Regions from separate parts of the Oryctolagus cuniculus genome. Here region 2 is linked to region 1. A link is a contact called in public Hi-C data. All regions are on one chromosome and are shown on one strand. Each heading gives the region's core, a stretch centred on a gene start, on an enhancer-like site or on the middle of the called end of the contact. The rest is flanking DNA. Distances are from core to core; before and after follow the strand shown. Region 1 overlaps ZBTB38 (zinc finger and BTB domain containing 38). Region 2 has its middle 65 kb from the start of ZBTB38.

The links. Hi-C and Micro-C count contacts between places; a contact is called where the count stands out from the background.
Region 2: a Hi-C map of embryonic fibroblasts shows a contact between it and region 1, with 1.9 times the contacts expected there. The contact joins two enhancer-like sites. A contact is called at or near these places in 3 of 6 Hi-C or Micro-C datasets (embryonic fibroblasts, psoas muscle and skin fibroblasts).

The regions. Positions count from the first base shown.
Region 1 is chr4:140,418,236-140,422,537 of mOryCun1.1, reverse strand. ZBTB38 (zinc finger and BTB domain containing 38) reads left to right here. Exons shown (of 4, transcript XR_001794623.3): 4 at 1-1,436. Among named protein-coding and RNA genes, the nearest start is that of RASA2, 58 kb to the right of the region's middle. Within about 2 kb of position 1,772, at least 1 of the 8 cell types and tissues checked has an H3K27ac peak or open chromatin away from gene starts, as enhancers often do.
Region 2 is chr4:140,575,381-140,579,896 of mOryCun1.1, reverse strand. It overlaps the pseudogene LOC127482692. Among named protein-coding and RNA genes, the nearest start is that of ZBTB38, 65 kb to the right of the region's middle. Within about 2 kb of position 2,921, at least 7 of the 8 cell types and tissues checked have an H3K27ac peak or open chromatin away from gene starts, as enhancers often do.

The DNA of each region.
Region 1 (4,302 bases), core at 523-3,022:
AGGGAGGCCGGGGTCCTGTCGGTTACTTCTGTCGCTCAGAAATGCACCCACAAAGCCCATTGTTTTGTCTTCATATGTGCAGGCCTCTGGCCCCCTCGATGAAAACCTTCTTGAGTTTTTCATTGTTCTTTCTCACAAACCCACACCATCAACATTGCCCTCAGTCCATTTGCCCTGCAGGATATTCCATCCTGTGGGCCAGGTTCCTGGAAAGCTGGAACTCATGATTCTTGTTTTTCAACACCGCCAGAACAGGAGGAAGAGAGCAGACGTTGCTACTGTGTGATCACCGGTAGGAGCAGAATTCGGAATCCAGCGTAAGGGTGACGTGCAGCCATGCTTGTTCATTGGATTTGATAGCTGGGAAGCCCAGGTCATCCGAAGTTGGAAGATTATCCTCATGAAGAGGTAGCTCAAGAGACTCCAGTTTCTGTCTACAAGCATTGTGATGCCTCCACGAAGAAGACTTAGTATGGATTTGAGTGGGCAAGAATGCATCTGAACACCCAGAAGAGTACATGGTTAAGCTTGACCTTTTTATACTCTAGTACTTTGCCGTTAAGTAACCCCGGTATTGTATCTGCATTTATCTTTTGTTCATCTAGTTTCACTTACATACAGTATTATATAGTAGAGGAAAGTGGGAAAATGCAAGTGAATTTAACTTTATTTTATACATTGTATATATTGTATACCTGCACCATCCGTTTGGGTTTTGTTAAAGAGATAGTCGCAAAGGGCTTATGAAAATCATTTTTGAATTGATAACTAGAATATTGAATAAGCAGTCCAATATTAAACTAATTTGTTTAATCTCAGTTAGGGTTATGAATCAAGGAAAATTACTGTGTATGTTAGTCATTCTGATCTAACTCCAAATATGAAATATGACACTGTAGTGATGTCTCTCGGCCCTTACATGTGGACATTTTTTAAGTGGACTTGTATGCTGATAATTCTAGACCAAAGTAAATATGGCAGAATATTTATACATGAAAAAAAATAATTTTGCAAATATTTTCTATAATTGTACTATTCGTTTAAAATGTTGATGGCTTGTGTTAGTTTCAGGGAGGGGTGTATATTTTGATAAAAAAATACTTGACTTTGTAATTCTGTATATTCTATACAATTTATAGCAGAGCCGTTTTAAAACAGCCTTGTCCCATTTTTTGTTAATTGTGAAAATTTTATGATGAGTGATGTTGAAGTCTGCATCGAGTACATAATGACCAACTAGAATTAAGTCAGTGTAAACAGTGGACGTACTGTATGCCGTACAAGATATATTGTAATTGCTGTTTTAGCATCTGTATTTTGGTTAGAAGATATTATTAAATGCAGATGTTAAGGGTTGGAAAAGTCTAATTTTATTTTTAGAAATAATGAATATAAATTTGTTTTTGCTTGATTAAAATAGCTTATTCCTACACCAAGTCTCGTTTTAGATGTTTTGATGTTAATTCTGTGCAGCCGTTCCATCCGCGTGAGTCAGCTTTGTGTCACATGTGGTTCCATATTTCTCTGTTTCCTTACTTGTCTACATTGCCTGGGACCTTCTCACGTGCTTCGGACTCAAATGAATTACACCATTAAAACAAAACAAACAGACCTAAGAGGGAGTGGAGGCTTTTGGATAACTGAGTGTTTGAGACAGACCTGATCTTCAGAGGATGCATCCGCGGGAAGTACTCTCTGGGGATATGCTGCTGCCGTCCTCGGAAAGCAGACTGCCTTGGCTGGGGTCCAGGCGTTTGGTAACATCTTCCCATGGGCCATTCGTTAACGACCTCCACCCCGGAAGTAGAGCTGACTGTCCGCCTTTCATTAGGGACTCCGGGAAGGTCCCAGAACCACACGGAGCTGGGGGTTCCAGCCCAGGTCTGCCCGACTCCAAAGCCCGTGTCTCTGCTCCTTCTCTGCACTTAGGGAACGCTGCCGCGTGACAGAGTCGTGGGGTTGTGGGCCGTGGCTGTCACAGAGACTCCTGCATCCCTGCGGGATCCCTGTTCGCTTCAGCTTCTCCCAACTTGGGCCCGTTACGTTTCAGGATATTGCCCTATCAAAGCATTTTTGACAGTTGTCCACTTTGGTTTTTAGAATATGGAGTGAAATTGTAGTGCTAGTCTAAGCTAGTGGTTTCTCACATAAAAATAAAGCTGTCCCATTGTCACCAAGCTCCTAACCTCAGCTTGCAAATGCAGAAATGCAGTCACAGCGAGTGAAAGGTTGGGGGGCCCGGGGGGGCCCAGGCAGCACAGCCATGAGAGAGCCCTGCCACTTGGCGGAAGCATCAGTTCTGTATTGGTAGGGCAATCCAAACCAGATTCTCCAAATATTTGGAAGCTGTTGCCTGCTAAAACTGATTTTGTTGTCTAGCAAAACAGCATTTGATATTGGAAGAATTTGTAAGAGTTGAGGAAGTTACTGGATTAAAAGCAAAACACTCACTGAGGCAGTCCTGTTTGTGTTTGTTGTTGTTAGTGAGCCTGAGTAGTTTGTTTACACAGACATTCGGCTTATAGATAAGGTGCTTCCTGGGATCCCAGGCCTTCCCTAGAGCTGCTTGGCTTCAGGCTACTTCTGTCCAGCTTCAAGCTTGAGACAGGAAAGGCAGGCAGGAGGGGGAGGGGCTGCCAACGACTGTGCAGCCGAGCCTGTGGGATTCTTGACTCAGCCACCGTCCCCCACCAGCCCCTTCCCCTCACCGCCGTAGTGAAACTCAGCATAGCCAGAGAGGGGGATGTCCCTGGAAGCTGTCATCTGTCGGGTTTTTATATATATATATATATATATATATATATATATATTTTTTTTTTTTTTGACAGACTGTGAGAGAGAGAGAAAGGTCTTCCTTCCATTGGTTCACTCCCCAAATGGCCGCTATGGCCAGCGCTGTGCCCATCCAAAGCCAGGAGCCAGGTGCTTCCTCCTGGTCTCCCATGTGGGTGCAGGGCCCAAGGACTTGGGCCATCCTCCACTGCCTTCCCCGGGCCACAGCAGAGAGCTGGACTGGAAGAGGAGCAACCGGGACTAGAACCCGGCGCCCATATGGGATGCCGGTGCCACAGGCAGAGGATTAGCCAAGTGAGCCACCACACCGGCCCCGATTTTTTTTTGTAAATTTGAGTTACAGATCTTCCATCCACTGGCTCACTCAAATGGCCACAATGACTGCAGCTGGGCTGATCAGAAGCCAGGAGCCAGGAGACTTCTTCTGGGTCTCCTATGTGGGTACAGGGGCCCAAGCACTTGGGCCATCTACCATTTCTTTACCTAGGCCATAAGCAGAGAGCTGGATGGGAAATGGAGCATCTGGGGCTGGAAGGCTTAGCCTACTGCACCACAGCGCCGGCCCCATGCCTGCCTTTCTCAGGAAGGGGTGGTCAGCAAAGACAACTGCAGACGGATCCCAGGCCTCCCTCCGGCCGGTGGCTGCCTTGTGCACACAGGGGACTCACTGGGCGTCGGCTCATCTGTATGGTCTTCCCAGGGGTCTGTGAGTGGAAGTGCGGGCACAGCAGGCTGAAGGCAATCTCAGAATGGTTGTACCGGGTTGGGCTGTCCTGTGCTGACCAGACAGGGAAGGATTTGAACGTGCATTGGTGTGATTTTCTGAGGAAGGTCAGCCCTCGGTGACCCCATCAGGATGCATACAGACCTCTGGCTTGCTGTTAGGCACGATTTTAGCCGCGCTCTACCCAAAAGCTGGGAGTTGCTTGCGCACCACGGCACCCCGTGGTCTGACAGTGGGGCTCTCCTCTGTCACCAGCAGCAGCAGCGCCGAGGGTCGCCCAGCCCCCCGGCCAGCTCCGCGGCCTGTGCTAGACCACGCCCTGGACCCTGGCTGCCGCTGCCACTGCTGCCATGTTGCTCAGTTGTGGCTTTCCTTTTTTCATTAAATTCGGGTCATTTAATTCCTATTAGCTCTCCTTTTCTCATCAACATTTGATTGATTTGGTTCCAGGCCCTCTGTCTCCATCAGTCTCTTTGCACAGGCAACCATTCTCCCACTCTGATTTCCTCCATCTCTGAGAACGTCTCATCTTCTCCAAGTCCCAGCCATCTCTCTTCTATTTCTGTTTTCTGGAGACAGAAGCCCCCTTCGGCCCCTCCCTGGTTGGTACACACTGACTCCAGTTCTTCAAGCAAGATGGTCAGTGAACAACCCATATGGCTTAGGTGCAGTTTTTAAAAGTATACACACCATATTCAGACAACTATTGGAAGAATTGATTTTAATAAAATGGTTATATTTTACTAGCATTAGAGACTTCAAAAACACCAGTTTAATTTATTTAG
Region 2 (4,516 bases), core at 1,672-4,171, 160 kb before region 1:
GAGTATCTGCAGACAGAGGCACACCCCACACCAGCAATCTGGGACTGCTCAAGCCCTCCTCCCTCCTCCTCAACCTCTCTATCTGGTGTGGGGTGGCCGGGTCCAGGTTCTTGTCTCTAATGCAAGAAAGAACTGGAGGATGACATGTAGGTAAAGGTCAGCGGAGATGCCAGATTGATTTATTTATTTTAAGGAAACAGCTCACATCACATGTCCACTGCAGATATTCCCTCCCACTCAGTGTCTTTCCTTTTCACTTTCTTAACAGTGTCTTTCAAGGGACAAGAGTGTGTGTTTTTTTTTTTTAAGATTTATTTATTTATTTATTTGAAAGTCAGAGTTACACAGAGAGATGAGAGGCAGAGCAAGAGCAAGAGAGAAAGGAAGAGAGAAGTCTTCCATCCGCTGGTTCACTCCCCAATTGGGCACAACAGCCAGAGCTGCACCAATCCAAAGCCAGGAGCCAGGAGCCTCTTCCGGGTCTCCCACGCAGGTGCAGGGGCCCAAAGATTTGGGCCATCTACTACTGCTTTCCCAGACCGTAACAGAGAGCTGGATTGGAAGTGGAGCAGCCAGGACTAGAACCAGCGCCCATACAGGGTGCTGGTGCTTCAGGCCAGGGCTTTAACCTGCTGCGCCACAGCGCTGGCCCCAGCCAGATTTATTTGTAAGCAAAGCAAAGGCACACATTCTAGGAGTTTGACCATACTGGAGAGACAGCTGCACTCCGTGAGAGCCAGGTGCATCCCTTTATATGATCTGGAGGCCTAGAGTTTGGTGTCTGGAGAATGGCTTAGCTGAATATTCTTAAGGGGCAGAGTTTGGGGTGGGCTTGAGTCCCACCCACTTCCTGACTCTGGAAATCTCAGAAGTGTCATGCTGTCAGGTGCGTGATGGAAGTAGGCGTCCTAGCCATGTTGCCTTTGTTATAATGCAATTGCAATTAGCTGAAGGTCACGGCAGGGAAGCAGCCAGCGGCCGTGTTGGATGTTTTTGCCCCACACTGGTTGTGAGCGGTTTTCCCTGAAGCTGCAGTTCCCTGCTGTGCAGAAAGGGCAGAGGGGCTGGGGCAGTGCAGCGGGGCTGCAGGGAAGGGCTGCCGAGCTGAGCTCCTCCCTCCTCCATCCACACTGCCACATCCCGCTCGGGTCCCTCCTCTCTTCCCTCCAGCTGCAGCCACGGGAATGATCGTAAGCAGCAGCTGGAGTCACAGTGCACCTGTCCTGAAACCCACCATGACCTTCCAGGGCCTGGGGTTGCTGCCCGTCTCCTCTTTGGTGGGAACGGACGGCTCCTTCAAGACTGTAACCCTCTGGTCGGTGTTTGGCACGGCAGTTCTTGGGATGCTTGCACCCCCAGATTGCAGTAGCTGGGTTCAAGTCCGATCCAGCCTCCTGCTAATGCACATCCTGGGGAGGCAGCAGGCGATGGCTTATGTGCTTGGGTTCCCTGCCACCCACTTGTGAGACCTGGATGGTTCCCAGCTCCTGGCTTTTAACCTGGCCCACCCGGCAACTGCAGGCATTTGGGGAGTGAGCCAGTGGATGGGAGATTCGTTCTCTTTATCAAAGACGTGATTTACACACACACACACACACACACACACACACACACAGCTGGCGCTGTGGCACAGTGGGTTAAAGACCTAGCCTGAAGCGCTGGCCTCCCATATGGGCGCCGGTTCTAGTCCCGGCTGTCCACTTCTGATCCAGTCCCCTGCTATGGCCTGGGAAAGCAGTAGAAGATGGCCCCAGTCCTTGGGTCCCTGCACCCGCGTGGGAGACCCGGAAGAAGCTCCTGGTTTCAGATCAGCACAGCTCCGGCCATTGCGGCCATCTGGGGAATGAACAAGCAGATGGAAGACCTCTCTCTCTGTCTCTACCTCTCTCTGTAATTCTTTCAAATAAAAGAAAAAATTAAAAAAAATTACAGGACACTCAATTTTGAATTTCAGCTAGTTTTAACAAAAAGGATTGTAGCCCTGTTCCCTGGGGCCTCTGGGCTCGCCCAGCCTCAGGTGTTGGATGAGTCACCCCTTGGTCTGACTCTATCCCACACCCCAAGATTCTGCCTCAGATACCTCATCTCTCAGGTCCTACAACACAGCCCCTCTGTCCCCACCTCAGAGATTACCACATAGCACAGTACATGCCAGACCTTGAGAAAGACCCACTCACTCCCTCCAGGTGCACCCCTTAACCTCTCCCCATGTAACCCAGAGTGTAGGACCTGGGCAAGGAGGCAGGCGGGGCCGCGGGACCTCCGGGAGCACTCTGCACTTCCCTGAGCCTGTTTCTCACAGGATGCCCCCGACAGCTTATCCTACAACACTGACTCAGAGCCGCTGGACCCCCACAGCGGTGACCCCAAACCCGCGAGAATCTGAGCCAGCTCTCGCTGACCTAGACTGAACTTTCCTCATTGTACCACTAAATTCTTTGGCTAAGGGGAGAGTTTGCTGCCATTTTCCGAGCAGATAAGGTTGAAGGCGTATGTTGCTTACATATAAGGGCAAGAAGGGACCCCCGCCCCTTCCTCTTTTGCTACATCCTGACCCAGGCTATAAAAGCCTTGGCAAACTATTTCTCAGGGAGGCAGGTTTTTAGGGACTTAGACCTTCCCGCACAGGAGTAAAGCTTCCCTTTGTGCAGCTCTGGCTTGAGGCTGATGAATTGGTGACACCTCAAGCAAACAGAACCCGCAAGTCCAGTAACACCTACCCAACCAAGAGCCCAAGAGGCCACTGGTCGGAGCAGTGTCACGCGCAAGCGCAAGGGAAGCCCAGTGGGGAGCCCGCCTGCGCAAAGGGAAAAGTAAGACTACGACTCCCAGAATCCTCTTAATCAGAACTCCATTTCCCAGAAGGCTCTGCGTCCCCAACCCGGAACTGACTGCATATTCGAAAGCGGAGGGTGGGAAGAACCAAGCAAGCAGTAGAGACAGGTTCTGAAGAGGTAGAAATGGCTCCTGGTTTCACGGAGTGTCTGCCTCCAGGGGTCGTTCGTGAGTCAGAGAAACGTGGAAACGCGCTTCGCTGGGAGCTGTGTGGGCTGTGTCCTGTGCCCCTGCAAGGCCAGCCTCAGCCTTACGCTCTCTCTGTCCGCTCCGACTTTGTTCGCGGCAGGGGGCTGCTCTCCTGCCCACCTCCGGGGTCTCCAGCCTGTGGTCTTGGGCCCCCAGTTATTTCCACTGTGCATTGCCTGCGTGTGAGGTCCCCAGCTCTGCCGCTGCTTGCGAGGCCACCGGAGGCGAGGCCGTGGGCACTGAGACAACCGAGGACAGTAGCTCGGTGGGAAATCTCGGGGGCTGTCAGAACATTTCTAGGGAGAATTTTCCTGTTTTCCCAGGATGCCTGGATGCTGGAACTCAGCAGCCTGCTCTTCAGATTCTCCCCTCCCAACCTGAACACTCAGGCTCCGGCCAGTGCTGTCCGGGCCGCAGAGCCTATTTCTATCTTTCCCCTCAGGGGCCGGTCAGAGCACCTTGCAAGAACAGGGAGCAACCTGTGGGATTGGAATTGAGATAGGGAGTCTGGTGTGGCTGCAGGAAAAGGTAAAAATGGGAGGGCAGGACTGGACTAAAGTTACTGGGGGTGAAGTGGAGGAGTTGAGGTGCAAGGGCGGGAAGGAATGGGGCCACTTGGCACTGAGCAGTGTATCCCAAAAAGAAGCAGCAGATGTATCACTAAGGCAGGTGAACACATTTTTCAGGGCTGTGTGTTTTAATAAGAAATACAACCTATAAGCAATTTAGTTTTGTTGTAAACATTTTAAGTGAACTACACACGCCACAACTGCTCCCAGTATTCTAGAACATCCCCCAAACTGGTTGGAGGAATTGCCATAGAATCCTCAGAACTGGATCCGCTGGCTGTTTACCAACACTGGCATGGGGAGAGAAAGCAGGCGTTTATTTGTGGTGCACACAGTAAGCAGCCAGGCAGCTTTCCTCCTTTCCTAGACCTCCGAGGGATAAAGGCAGTGAATTTTACAGATTAAGGTGGAGGTGAGCGTGCTTGTTCAGCCTGTGTGGGGCCTCTTGTTGGTCCTCGATGCTTGTGGCCTGCCTTTGATTAATCAGTGACAGGGGACCACGTGTTTCCTTTTGTGATGGCGGAGGTGGACCTCGGATCTGTGGGACTGGATATTACTTTGTTTGATCAGGACCTGAGAGAACCTGCTAAGCTTCCAGAATAGAGGCTGGCCTTGACACTGTAGCTAGAGGGGCATCTGAGTTTTTGTGATTCAGGGTCTTGGTCTGGCCTTACCCTGTGCCACTCCCTTAATTTAATGAGTTAATCTTTAGCGAGGAGTTGACTTACAATCATCAAAGGGAAACCAGGGCAACTGCAAGGTGCAGCAGAGCTTCTGGGGCCTGATAAAGTCTACACCGGAGGCACCAGGAGTAGGGGCTAGGCTCTTCTAGGAAGGCACCGCCCCTGGACATTCAGTGTCTTATAAGACAGGTGCACCAAGTGCAGCCTTCCTAGGGGTTCCTGGCACTGCTCCCATGTTGC